Regions from separate parts of the Mus musculus genome. Here all the other regions are linked to region 1. A link is a contact called in public HiChIP or PLAC-seq and capture Hi-C data. All regions are on one chromosome and are shown on one strand. The core of a region is the stretch at or near the end of the contact, and the rest is flanking DNA. Distances in the headings are between cores, read along the strand shown.

Region 1 (4,531 bases), core at 1,247-3,746:
AGTCATGATTCAGCTGTAGACCCTTCAAAGTTCGTTTTTAACACTGACTTAAAAGCATCACATAGAATTTAACCTTGAATAATCTAAAAGCTGAGTAAAATGTTTAATCTTCATAGGAACACAGCTAAAAAATTAATTTAAAAAACCCTGACCTTCTCATGTAGTTAAAACAATGTCTAACGTGCTTCTAAAAAAATTAGTTTACTTGAAATGTAAATAATGTAACTGAAGTGAGTTTTGAAAGATTATCCAAAATGCTTTCTTTTCATAGCTATTATACAAAATATAAAACATGCTATCATATTTTATATGCTAAAAATTAATGAGTACATGAAGGAAAATATATCTGTAATAATTTGTGGCATTTGAAGCTCAAATGCGGAAATCTGTATTAAAATAATCTGCACGCTCTTTGCATGTGCCTTACTTCCAACTTTGATTTCATAAGTATTCTCATGTTTTTATGGCACAGTCATTTTAATTGCAAATACAAGATGTATATAGCATAAATTACTAAGCAGTAAGAGTCGCTTGCATCAAGGGTAAATAGCCATTTTCGCCGAGGGGTGGGGGTGGAGGTGACAATTTGGTTTAAAACTACAATAATTTCAAGAACAACAAAGCAGATGGGGAATATAGGCTCTCTCTGTCTTTTAAAAATCTATTTCCTAATCTCACTTAAATCTAAAAAAAAAAAAGTTTGTAACTGTGAGGTCCTGGACTCAACTGTATGTATGACCAACCATGAGTTTTTAAATGTTAAGCACAAAACTTCCCTGAGTTTCTCTCTTTGATACCTATAGAAAGAAAAGCCAGTGTCAAGATATAGCTTTCCTTTTATGGAGAGAGGAGAGAGATCGAGAGGTGGAAGTTATTAAGTAGGTTGTGGGCCACTACATCCCTTTGTACACTTTGGAGCCGGGTGTCATGGAAGCATCCCAGCCAGGCCTGCTTTCTGATATAGCACACTCCCGAGTCAATCTGGAAAGAGGTTTTTGTTTTTGTTTTTTTTTTTTTTAATTTGCTTTGAGTGAGTTTCTTCTAGCAAATAGAAGCAATATGATTTTAATCAACAGTGATGAAAGACTTTGGGAAAGCATTACAAGGTAAGGTAATAGCATCTTACTCTTAAATGCAGTGATGCTATAAACATCTCAGTGATGGGCATCTCACTCGTGCCTTCTGATCATTTTCAAACATAGTTCATTACGTAACTTTCTTTTCCCATAGTTCTTGGAGGTAAAAGGAAAAATGGCCGCGATAGAAACACATTTGTCTGGTGATAGTCACAGGTAACTGTGCACTTATAGGTACCCAGACACAACACCACCCAAAGGAAATTCCCCTGTCCCCTCCCACAAAAAGTCCTAGCCTTCTGTGCTTCTCCTTCATGTCCTCCAGCCTTAGGATCCTTAATTACAAAGGCTGAATGGCTTCCTGCGCCAAGAACTTCAAAAGGCCTGCTTTACTTGACATATATATATACCTTGTCCCATGGAATCTTTACCTGGGTATTTGTACCGGAACCAAAAACCAAGAAATGATGCAGAGGCCATTTTAGGACATAAAATAGTCATGTAACACGGTCCCTGGCAACAACATCATTCCCAAGGCCCTGAGTTAGGCCCTCGATACTTTTGAGGGATTGAAAGAAGAGGAACAAAGCAGATGACATCCTCAAAAATATTCATTTTGTTATCAACTGTTTTTTTTTTAAATAGATGCCTATTTTATCTTGTGAATGACTTTAAATGTGACACGTTAAAATCCCATTTTAAAGACGAATTGAGTTTTGCATACATGTATAAACTTAGACACTATGGCCTTTGAGTTCAATATTGTAGACAAGGAATATTTCCATAGCAATAAATCAAATGGATGGTAGAACTAAACAGAAAGCAGTGTAGAGAACCATCTTCAATGGAGTCGAAACAGAAATTGTACAAATAGCCAGCGTTGACAGAGTAACCTCATTTCAATAATCCAGTCTAAAAACAGCACCCACAAAAGCTTACTTTTCCAAGTCTCTGCCAATAAAGTTATTTCAACACGATGTGTCCTTCCCCTTAGGGAAAAGTGTGAACACACTTTGTGCTGTTGGGGGAAAAGATGTGTGTGGGGCAGAGTCGTTAACTGTCTAAGATCTGGTACAGTTTAGGGATGAAGTGACATGGAGTTTTGGCCAATGCATCTGTTGGTTCCCTTCTGGGAAGTCAAGAATTGGGGGTTGAGAGTGGGGGCAATGGACTGTACCCAGAGGCAATTGTAGGGTCTGTCCACAAAAGGCTCCCCCCCCCCCCACGAAGGACCAGACTGCAGAGTGACCCGGGTCCCCCTTTCCCATCCCTGGGCCCGGGCGCCTGTCGCTCACCTCGGTGTCACTGTTGAGGTTCCAGAGGTCCAAGCGCCCCATCCCGTCCACGCAGGCAAAGAGCGCGGGATGCACGGGGGACCACATGACATCGTACACATAGTCTGCATTGTCTTCAAAGGAGTAGAGCGGCTTGTTGTGCTGTAAAGCAGAGAGACCGTGAAGACTTAGTGGCGCTGCCGCCGCCTCGGGCTGTCTAGAGAGCCTAATTAAAAACTTTGCACATTCACCAAGTGTCATAAAACTTCCCGAGATGAAAGTCCTCGAGAAGGTGAACCGGAGCTTTAATGTGACTACAACTGTCCAGTGGCATAAATAAATCCCCGGGGGTGGGGTGTACTTTGAATGGGCCGGGGCCGGGACCCGCGGAGCGAGGCGGTTTCAGACACAGTTGTAAGCGACATTCCAGACAGGTGGACGCGACTGCCATTAGCTCGGAATTCTTGCCAGGCCAAGCTGTGCATGCAGGTCGCGGGAGCCTGAACCCAGCAGTGGGCTGAGGGGCTTGGACCTGCTGGCATGCTCCGAAGCCCGGGCGGTCCCTGGCGACCCTGGCTCTGCACCGAAGGCAACGTCTGCCACCTCGTGGACCTCCCTTGTCGCTGCAGCAACGATGGCTTCTTCCAGTCCAACTGCAGGCCAAATTCATATTTTAACTCTTTTTGTGCGGCGAGGGAAGGAGACAAATACCTTTAAATGCGGGTTTGCGCTCTTACAGAAAAGTGGAAATCTCTCCACTCAAGACCTTAGCCTCCCTGTATGGGGTTAGTTCGCCAGAACCAAGTGGAGCAATGTGGCTCATTCTAGAACCTCTGAACTTACACAGAAAATATGACTTCCTTTCTAAATCACCAAGGATTTCCAAGACCCCTACAGTTGATGTTCTGAGGGGAAACACAGAGCATTTTTCCACTGCATACAAATGCCTCCACTCCAGAGGGATATAATAAATTAAAATGGCACACTTGATTTCCAGCGAATATTGTCACATCAAAATAGCACAGAAGTCAGAGGCAAGTTTGAAAGTACACCAGAAATAAAACGTAATTGGACTTTATGAATTATTCATTCCATCTGGCTTGTCTTATTCTAATTTCTGCATAATGGCTTTACTAATCCCTGATCAATTAATGTAAAATGAAATTTAAATGATAATGAAAGCCCTAGAGATAAAAGAAATTAACTATTCTTATATCCTCTGACAGAAATCTAAACAATGGGAATTTTTGTCTTCTTCCTCCAGTCAGCTGTCTGCACTCTCTTCTCAGGCTCTGTGGAATGTCTACACAGGCCAGGGCCTTAAGATCAAGAAAAGATAACATACAATGTAACAATCAAATCCTTTCTGCCTTGGATATTCAAAGAACTCATCTGTAGGGAATCCGCTCCAAGTTATCAGCGAGAACTGCCAATGTGTGCTGCTTGTGAATGCGAGATGCCCACAGTACATGGGCTGAGATTAGAGCGGCGAGAATCAGTGCAAACCCACAGTTCTTAAACTGAAACCGAATGCACCGACGTGTTAGGGGAGTGACTGTAACTTCCATTATTTGCATTTCCTTGACGCGTAAAAGTAACTGGTTTGATGCAAACAAAGTTTAGATAGATTAGGGCAGCACAGATTGTAGATAAACTAGTGTGTGTGTGTGTGTGTGTATTTGTGTTTGAGTGTGTGTGAGTTTGTGTGTGATGTTTTTTAAAGAGATAGATGCGTCATATTTTTAACTTCAAAAGTATTTCTGAGGAAATATAATTTGAAAAAAATACCCACCATTGAAACACCAAGAAGGAACAAACTAAACATTTGTTTTATAGTGATGTAATATTATTATTCTGTAATTTCTAGATAAACATGTTTTAAATCTCATTTCTGTCATATGACTAGAAACCAAAATTATTTGTTTATCAGCTACTGCTTATGCCTTCTTCTCATTGTTTATATTAGATAATTCATACTTTTTTAGACAATCCAAGTATCAAATTATTACCTGATAGCATGATTGTATCATTTTGCCTTATTTATCCAAAAGAAAGTACGAAATAGCTGGTGTTTCTCACTGACCATCGTGTATATTACAATCTGACTCTTTGTTTAAAAAAGAATGTCACCACAGACTCTTGATTTTATACCTAACTGGCCACTAATAGAGAATGCAACAT
Region 2 (4,531 bases), core at 1,222-3,721, 860 kb before region 1:
GTCCTGTCTTACCCATCCCGGAGTGAATGGCTTACACATGGATGTCTTTATTAAGCTGCTAGAGTCTAACTTTTGCTCCTGGTCTCAGCTCATAAGTTTCCTTCCTATGACAATGAGTTGAAATTAATATTAATTCCTAAGGGTCACTAAAGGGTCCTTAAGAAAGGCCTTATTTTGCTTCTTAGCTGGATACTACACACACACACACACACATACACACACACACACTTGTTCTACTTCGTGTTATTCTGCTCTGGAATAAGATTTGATTGAATTTGTTCACCAAAAGATCCTAGGCTCAGCTGGGGTCGCAGAGGGTTGGTGTATATGCAAATCCAATTCAGTATTCAATACCATGTCATTTGTTCCAAACTGTGTGATCCCAGGAAAGTGCACAACTGGAGCACGGGCATTTGTCATTTAGCTCCTTCCATCCTTGGTTGACTAGGCCAAGAATTCCTCCTGGTATGCTCTCTGCACGGTTATCAAGCAGGGCCAGCATTTCAGGGGTACTTGGGCTTCCCGGGAATTACCTGTGTTTGTGTCAGTCCTAAGGAAGCAGCCAGTTCGGCTCTCTCGGGAAGGGCCAGGTATTGAGTCTGCTGAAAGCGATGGTTTAAAGCCTGGAGCTGCAGGCTGGAATAAATGGTCCGAGGCTTCCGAATCTTTTTCCCCTTTCCGTTGAACCTGATTTCCCCGTTTTCGATCACTGTCGTTTTTTGTTGATCTGTAAGCAAATGACACAGAGGAGTGGTCACCCGCGAGGCCACTACTGCCTTCTCCCTTCATGTGACAAGGCTGGCAAGGAGTTTCTCCCAAGTTTAAAAAGAGTTCCTCGTAATATCCCCGCTATACCACTGTGGGCACGTGCCCCCAGAGGCTGTGAAAGCTTCCCTCCGACCGTGTCTCCAACACTAACAATGCATTATGATAGTGGATCGAATCTAGGAAGCCCGGGGCATAAAAGAGACGCTCCGCAACAGCGGAGACAGCGCAGGCCGCTTTCCGAAGTCCGTGGCGCTGTAAGGCTTCTCTTCTCTGGGCCCGAGAGCGGTTTCTTGGCCTGGCTTTTCCCAACGCCTAAAGCTATACCAGAACCACCCGGTTGTTTATGTGACCAGTTAGTTTTGTGTCACCCAGCTGCAAGCTTAGTGCTTTAAGTCCCTTCTGTATGTTTGAAATGATTCTGCTCGCGTGTATCAAAGCCCAGACACAGAACACAACCAGGAGCTCAGAGCAGCTCCAGAGCAGGCTGAGACTCTCTGGACAACGGAGAGCTATCAACCCCAGGCCCTCTGCTTCACTTCCAAGAACAAAGGAGCAGCCAAAGTACTACTGAAAACCCAGAGAGAGGGAGCCAGGTCTGGGGACGTGGGGGGGACACCTCAAAGCCCACGAGGGAAGATTTTAAAAGCAAAACAAAAACAAAAGACAAAACCCAATGTCACTAGTATCTATCGGCTGCAACAGCTTCGTTCCAAGTCACCAAGGGGCACCAAGTGCCCCAGGCAAAGTAGGCCACCGCTCTCCCAGCGTTGAGATGGGAAGCCTTAACTAGCCCTTCAGTCCTGGCCCAGAATTGTCTCCAGTTCTGATAAATGCGGGTCCCAGCAGAGAGGGAAGGGACAAGGTAGAGGGCACACAGACCTGGTGGGCTGGAGGGCGCAGTGGGGACCGTAGAGCCAGGCTAGGGCACAGCCTGGAGGCTCAATGGGAACCACAAGCAGGAGGCGGAGGAGCCAGCGGGCCTCGGGGTGAGCCAGCCGGGGGTCCACGGCGGCGGGAAGGGGCCGGGCAGGGAGAGGCCGGCAGGCAGGCGCCAGGCGATCGGGAGCCCACGGGGCCCGACTGGGGGCGCACGGGGCCGCCCGCAGGAGGGGGCCGGCGGAGGCCCCGGCGTGGAGGAAGTGAGCGGGGCGGGAGGGGTCGGAGGCAGTGGGGAGGCGGGCGAAGCTAGCTGCCTAAGCGGCCTCTCACCTGTGTCGTCCCCGCGCGTCTGGGCGGCCGCGCTGCTGTTGTGGTAGGACTGGAGGTAAGGGCTGTGCTGCGAGTGGCTCATGTAGGGGTAGGCGGCGAGCGATCGGTGGTTGTAGGAGTTGCCTCCGCTCGACGCGTAGGGCGAGCCGTGGTGGTGGTGCTGGTGGTGGTGATGGTGGGAGCCGGCCGCCGCCGCCGCCGCCGCGGCCGAGTGCAAGCAGTGCAGAGGGTAATGTGCGCCTGCCATGGCCGGGGAGGTCTGCTGCGAGTGCGGCTGCGGCGGCGGCGGCGGTGGCGGCGGCGGCGGCTGCTGTTGCTGCTGCTGCTGCTGCTGTTGCTGCTGCTGTTGTTGCTGCTGCTGCTGTTGCTGCTGCCCGAACTCCATGAAGGCGGATTTGGACGAGTCCTGGCCTTCCAAGCCGTCAGCCATCGTAGTCATGGTCATCATCAAAACTTTGGGGGCTGGAGAAAGCCTTCTCCCGGGTTTCTTTCACCCTCCCCCACTTGGCTCGCACCGCTCTCCCCTTTGCAGCCACCTTAGCTCCCGGGATCCTTGCAAAAAAATAAAAAAAATAAAAAATAAAAAAAAATTTAAAGGAGGGGGCAGAGGTGGTTCTCTTCCTCACTCTTCTCTAATATATACATATATATATTTAATATAAAGAGATATAGTGAGCAGGGCCTTGTTAACCCAAAGGGAGGAGGAAGGGGGAGGGATGGGAGAGGAGAGGGGGGAGGGGGAATCTGCTCTCTTCTCCCCCCCCTTGCTTTTCCCCCCTTGGATTTTTGGGGGCTGGTGCAGTTTAAAGCAGAGATTTTAAGGTGGATTCTGCGAAAGTTGCGCGTCTGCTTTCAGACTTGATGCAGACGCCACGAGTCGAATGGTTTGTCTCCAAAGGGCAGCGCCTTCCTATTGGTCAGTCGCCCCCTGACGTCACAGGCGCACCGCTTCTACTGGCGTGTGCGCTGCTTGTGGAGTTCTTCGCCTACCTTAAGCAACTAACTACAAGCTCAGCCCAGAGGTGCAACCTGGGGCCGCCCGGAGCTAAAGGGGAGCAGCGGTGGAGGGAGGCGCCCGGTAGGCTGCAGACGCATCCTGTCGAAGCTCCAACCCTGCTCCAAGCCCTTGTTTCCAGGCTTGGAGACTCGGAATAGCCTGGCTGGAGGCTGATCGCTTTCAATTCATTTGCACCCTTTCAGGTTGCCTGTGTTCAGAAGCAGTGGCCCTAGCATTTAAAACCAGATCCCCCCCCCTTCACTTGACTTTCCCCCTCCCTCAGGACCCCAACTCTACTCCCAAGGGAGCACTTTTGCACTGTGGGTTTTTCCAGAAGTACTTTATTAATGCCATTGATGGAAGAAAAACCTCTATATCTGGGCTCCAACTCATGGCAAGGGTCGGGGATAGTAAAGAAAGAAAAATCAGACCCTGCTCTGTTGAGATTCCTGTTGTTTTCGGCCCTAGTTCCTATATATTGACCCCCCCCCCCTCAACAGAGGAGGAATACCAACTACCCCCAGAACGCAGCAGCCTGCTCTGAAAGCGAGAGTCGTTGGAGGGCTGACAGGAATGCATTTTCTTCCTATTGAAAACAGAAGCTACTGTAATGCTTTCAAATATATGCAAATGATACATGCGGTTAGTGGTTTGGCAAATCTTGATTACAATATAAACTACCCAAGTAAAAGTGCCTTCGTCCTAAATTTGTCTCTCGATTACAATTCCAATTGATTTTATTTTATTGTCAACATTGTTAATGATAAAAATAGAGTCGTTTTACAGTTATTTTTACTTTCTGGAAGGAGGCAATTAGAGTTCTAATCAGGAATACACAAAAATCTCCCATGATTAACTGCAGTACTTTGTTCAAATTGCTGCTATAAAATTCAGAACAATTTGCCTGTAATGATTATGGACTGGGTTTATTTTGGGAGGTGGAATAAAAGTGGATATAGCATAAATTATCCTCTAATTATACACCAGTGTCGCTTCAATTATCCTCTTATCAAAATGGTTGTCTAACTGCCGCATTTAGTTTCAATTCTCTCCTTTTTTTCTATAAAAAGAACTTCATACCTTGTTATTATTAATCCATTTATTATTTGCAAGGGGGTTTATATCCGCACATCCAGGTGGTAGAACCACTTCTGTTTCAAAGATGGACTGGGGAAAGACATTAAGTTTGGAGCAGCTCAGTGCTACGGATCTAGCCTCTCTCCCTCGGGTCTCCAGACTCACTTGGTCCAAGCTGCGGAGCAGGGACAGCGGAGCTCAGGCGGCCACGTTCAGGCCCAGCCACCAGGTAGGAGAACCGGATCCAACTCTAGGCTTGGGGAGGGACAAGCAGGTCCGCACCGGGTCGCGTCCTGGGGCGGCAGGTAAGCTCTAGGAGCTTGCGGGGCCAGATGATAGAGACTGGGTGGGAGAAATCTGAGGACCCCATCCTACCCCCCTGGGCTCGGTGCCTGCTTTCAGTGGGTACAGGGAACAAACTGTGAGCTTTTGGCCACAAGAGGAAATGTGTGGGGTAGCAACCTTGTGTGGTGGTGTGTC
Region 3 (4,531 bases), core at 550-3,049, 650 kb before region 1:
ACATTTTTTTTTCTTAAAACTACATCCTCTCCAGAAATCATTTACTTTGGTTTCTCAGGCACATCTCCATGGAATGTTAATATAAGGTGTATGAAGAGGAGATCTGAATTTCCATGTATATGGATACAAGGGTCTTGGAGCATTGAAAAAAATGCAGATAAGAGCCATGCCATTAGCCGTCCTTTTGTTTTGTTTCTGCAAATTAAAGTTTCGTACAAATAATGTCTCTGCATAGCACACAAAACGCTCAAGGCATATTCTATACTGGTAATAAGAGCTAGGCCTGATGTGTTTCATTTCAGTCTTGCTGATAGCATTTATCAGCAGAATCTGGCTAAAAGCAGAATATGCAACTTAAGCCTGATCATAACCGGGCTGCACAGGAAGAAAGTGGAGGATTATCCGGAGACTAGGAAGCACAAATATAAGATTGTATTGTCATTGTGTGCTATAGGCCTTTTGGCAAACGGTAGTGTAAGCCCCAGCTGACAGGCCTTTTCAAACCGACAGAAGAAAATATGAAACTTAAATTCTTCATGACAGATAAATCTGCTGAATGAATGGAAAACCAATAGGAGAACAGTGGGACAAAAAAAAAAAAATTGCTGCCGCCGGGTAACTCCCTTACAGCTGCTTCTTTTGTAAATATACAAAGTAGGTATTCACTGAATATCTCCTAAACTCCTACCTATCAACTTTGCTAAGCAAGCTGTTAAGTTGGAATAATAAAATAAGCATATTTTTTCCAACACAGGAATACAAGGTCTTATAAAGCAGGGTGCAGATTAAATTTAATATGGAAGCATGAAAGACATTTCCTGGATGATTATCAACTGGGGTGGATTTGGTGAACCAAAGTTGACATGTTACTATTGTAGAAGGCTTATTAATTGAGATATTAAATGGACCTAATCCACCATGATTGTGATCTTTGTCAAATTAAAAAAAAAAAAAGTATAACCATAAGTAATTGCTTTCTTCTGTCAGTGGGCCCAAGTTGAAAAACTGTTACCAGAGTCTCTCAGGATAAATATCATTAGTCATTTCATGGAGGATGCATAGCTTCTGTCTTTTTTCAGGGAACCTGGTCTTCAGGGGTATGGGGTCTTTGAATTTCCCCATGCTTGTTTGGTGTTGTCATAGTTTTATTTCATCTTGGTTCACTATACGAATTGTGTCCAGTCCCAGTCCCAGCCTTTGGGGAAATTACCTTAAATCATGGAAAGCCAGATTAAACTAAAAAAACAAAACAACAGAAAAAAAGAAAGTTTCCTCGTGGTCTTAAATCCCAGAGTTAAACACTGTGCAACCTGCCTGCTTTAGCATCTCCTGAAGGTGAGCAGCCTCATCTACATGAGGAAAGGAAGGATTCCCATAGGCTCCTTCAACAGGCTGCTCTTTATTAGGGAATGCCTGGCACTTTGGCAAATCACTGGTCAAGTTGATAGACAATGTCTTGTTGACAAAGCCTGAGGCAAGTTTCAGGACTTAGGAGCCTATCTTCCTCAAACTGTCACTTTCCCTGGTTGCCATGACAATGTATGGCTAATCTCCAGCAAGAAAACTAAGAATAAGAAGGAAAAAAAAAATGAATAGGAGAAAGAAAAGATGAAACAGATAAGAAAACTGAGGGTCATTTTTCTCTTTGACTTCATGGCCTGACCAGACCAGTGTGGGTTCCTTTCCTCAGCCAGACAGCCTTGGAATGTCTGGCAGCAGGACTAGGCTAGAGTCTCGGGCCATGGGAATCACCAAGGCCTCAGCAGGAGGAAGAAAGACAGTAAGGGGTAGAGTTAGAGAGGCCATGAAAGGAGGAGGAGGAACAGGGGAGCCAGCCAGCAGCCTGAGAAGAATCCAGGCGCCACTGTGTAACAGCTGCCTCAGGTATGCTAGCCAGTCTCAGCTCGTTCCCAGCTCTCATTGGCAAGCCCCAGGCTCCATCAAATACACACACACACACACACACACACACACACACACACACACACACCCCAAATGTTGTTTGTTTTGCAGAAGGTGTTGCCCTGTCTGTGAAACTGTGTTCCAGATTCTCAAGGAGAAAGTGGGGCTCACTAAGGTGCTGCTTTTTATCATTGTGGTGAAATTGCCTAAGACCTTGGTAAATAACAAAATCTACTCAAATACGGAGGGATTTAACCTACTCTAAAGATTATTATGTTCTGTAATGTAGGATTAAAATTACTTCCAAAGTTATTAGAGAAAATCAACATCAGCACTTGTCTGCCTATAAAAAAGCAAACCACATGCTCACAGAGGTGCAGCATATATGATAATTATCTAAATGTTACTACTCAGAATTATAAGGATGCTGGATGTTTTTATAGCATATTTCCTTCTCAAAGAACTCAGTTATCTACACTTCCCATATCCCACCCTCTCTGTCACCAGTCCTGCATGAGTTGTTATGCAGGAGGCAAGCAAGGATAATTAACTAGAAGATAGGTAACCGGGGCACAGGGAAGCATGCAAAATCGCACAGTAAGGACACAGCAATTCTAGGTTTGCCAGATAAAACGTGATCTCTCTAGAGGTTTGCGATTTAAAGAAAGTATCTGTTGCTCATTGTTGTCTTGATTCTCTTCCTTTCAGGGCGTCTTTCCCGAACTTTGGGTGTAGTCTTTGACTCAGAACTTACTCACTGGGCTGCCCATTGTATTTATAGTCCTGGATCTTTCCTGATAGACTCTCCTTGAGATCGGTGACTTGTTCAGTTTTGTATCTGCCGTGCCAGTTGGTACTTCTTAAACAACTGTAAGATGACTGAAACTCGAAGGAAGGAAGGAAGGAAGGAAGGAAGGAAGGAAGGAAGGAAGGAAGGAAGGAAGGAAGGAAGAAAGGAAGGAAGGAAGGAAGGAAGAGTCTTTAAAGAAGAATTTAAGATAAAATCAGTGCAAATTTAGACTTTAACTACATTTCATCTGGCTTTCACCTTTGCTGTGACAAACATGTCCACCCCTCAGGCTTGCCTGTAAGAAAATTCACTGAATGTATTTAGAGCTAATTCTTTCCCTCCCTGGGTTGCTGGGCTTATTGTTTGGAACAATAAACTTAGACTTGTGGAAATACCAGTGCTGTAAATGGTCTATTGTAATTATTTCCTTCCTAGCTTTCTCGTTTTGATATTTAAAGGAAAGCAGTTAGGTGTGGAGGTTGGGGGAAGTGTTAATATATAGTTATTATGCTGTCCCCAAAACCTTTTCCTTGAGTATTGAATTTTTATGCCAGACTGTTATTTGGAAGGAGGAGGTATAAACCCCAAAATAACAATAGGAACAATGATTGCTCTTTGAGGAGACTACAAATTTAACTCTCTTCTGTACATTTTTTTTCAGTGATCGATACAAAAAAGCAAGGTAATATATGTTAATCTCTACCATCTGTACTTTATGTATCCCGTGACGTTGGAAGCCTGGCAGGAGCGGGGTGTCACAACAGACATTTACTGAAATACCTGGGGAAATGTAACAAAAAGTGTTAGAGCAAAATGGTCTTTCAGCTAAATTACCTAATATATTTGCTAATGGTATCTGATTTAAAAGCCATAAAAATACCAAGTTAAAAGCACATTAGAAGATGTGTTATATTTATAAGTGTTTGTCACCTTGGCAACAAAAGCTATATTCCAAATCTCACACTAGCTATGATGGGCCAAGACCTTTTAATATTGGTAAATACTTCTTCCTGGCAATGATCTGCTTTCAGCTACTGAGTGTTAGTGCTAGAAACGGTAAGTTCTGCATTGCTTAGTGGGTTTTCAGGCTAAGCCTTTTCTTCCTGTTAGTTACTGTAGTCTATTTTTAACAGGAAAAGCAATGCGTTTTTAGAGAAAGCATCAGTCTCAATTATCCCCTTCTTGTATTTAGAAATGCAGATATAATAGCTAGCAGACTCCCAGAGATGGAATTTATTTATTAACCTTCACTTCAGTTTGCCTCAGAAGTATGCTACAAAATCAGCCGTATGGTAAAAATATCTACACTTCTAAGCGAGTTTGCTTTAATGGGGGGGGGGGGTTCTTACACAAGGGAAGTTTCAATATACTTCTACCTTGCAAGTAAGCTGCGTGGGGAATGCAAGTGAGCTGCATGGGGAATGCAAGAGATTACTTTTCCCTATGTCTCCCTAAGAGTTTGCTTTCTTTCTCTCTCTCTTTCTTTTTTTCTTTCTGTTATATTTCGCAAAACCAGATGAATTAGCGGTCGGAATCCATGTTTGAAAAAGGTAGATTTCAAAGAGGTTTCGATGCAAACTCTTACTTATCTTCTTTCACTTTGGAAGCTTCAATCTGATTTCAAAATTCTATACAAATGTTTTTGGGTTTTGTACCAGACAGAGACTATAATTCCACAAGTCTCACTGGCTTCCCATGTGGCTGAAGCAATTTTCAGAAGTAAACCATGGGAAAGGTCTGGGTAAACACGCATTCCGTGGGCTGTGGCTGTTCACGGGGAGCCTAGACAAGCTGTCTGGGCAGCCAGTTTGGGAAAACTGAAGCTCAGCTTGTGACTTG

What was found. HiChIP or PLAC-seq counts read pairs in DNA pulled down with a chosen protein or histone mark. Capture Hi-C pulls out chosen DNA fragments and counts their contacts.
Region 2: a contact with region 1 is called in an H3K4me3 HiChIP or PLAC-seq map of forebrain, with 19 times the contacts expected there. The contact joins the promoter of Dlx6 here to the enhancer-like site in region 1. A contact is called at or near these places in 16 of 39 promoter capture datasets (the C10 cell line, the HPC-7 cell line, the SN4741 cell line and 10 more), 1 of 15 datasets of contacts at CTCF or cohesin (embryonic stem cells), 38 of 484 Hi-C or Micro-C datasets (B cells, Th1 cells, bone marrow-derived macrophages and 19 more), 21 of 115 datasets of contacts at active chromatin or transcription factors (SST interneurons, VIP interneurons, craniofacial prominence and 12 more) and 4 of 9 other capture datasets (adipose tissue, embryonic tail, liver and 1 more).
Region 3: a capture Hi-C map of embryonic tail shows a contact between it and region 1, with 4 times the contacts expected there. The contact joins two enhancer-like sites. A contact is called at or near these places in 2 of 484 Hi-C or Micro-C datasets (cranial neural crest and embryonic fibroblasts), 1 of 115 datasets of contacts at active chromatin or transcription factors (bone marrow-derived macrophages) and 1 of 9 other capture datasets (embryonic tail).

Annotation. Positions count from the first base shown.
Region 1 is chr6:6,004,251-6,008,781 of GRCm38.p6, reverse strand. Dync1i1 (dynein cytoplasmic 1 intermediate chain 1) reads right to left here. Exons shown (of 17, transcript NM_010063.4): 15 at 2,372-2,512. Among named protein-coding and RNA genes, the nearest start is that of 1700019G24Rik, 29 kb to the right of the region's middle. Within about 2 kb of position 2,496, at least 95 of the 459 cell types and tissues checked have an H3K27ac peak or open chromatin away from gene starts, as enhancers often do. A contact at or near this core is called in SST interneurons, VIP interneurons, bone marrow-derived macrophages and 13 more, where this site is marked.
Region 2 is chr6:6,861,274-6,865,804 of GRCm38.p6, reverse strand. It overlaps Dlx6 (distal-less homeobox 6), which reads right to left and starts at 2,471. Exons shown (of 4, transcript NM_010057.2): 1 at 1,978-2,471; 2 at 534-727. The coding sequence starts at 2,425. All of the region lies in intron 1 of Dlx6os1 (distal-less homeobox 6, opposite strand 1), which reads left to right. It overlaps Dlx6os2 (distal-less homeobox 6, opposite strand 2), which reads left to right and starts at 655. Exons shown (of 1, transcript NR_002839.2): 1 at 655-2,008.
Region 3 is chr6:6,655,474-6,660,004 of GRCm38.p6, reverse strand. The region is part of intron 2 of Gm20618 (a long non-coding RNA gene); the gene reads left to right. Among named protein-coding and RNA genes, the nearest start is that of Gm20618, 25 kb to the left of the region's middle. Within about 2 kb of position 1,799, at least 11 of the 459 cell types and tissues checked have an H3K27ac peak or open chromatin away from gene starts, as enhancers often do.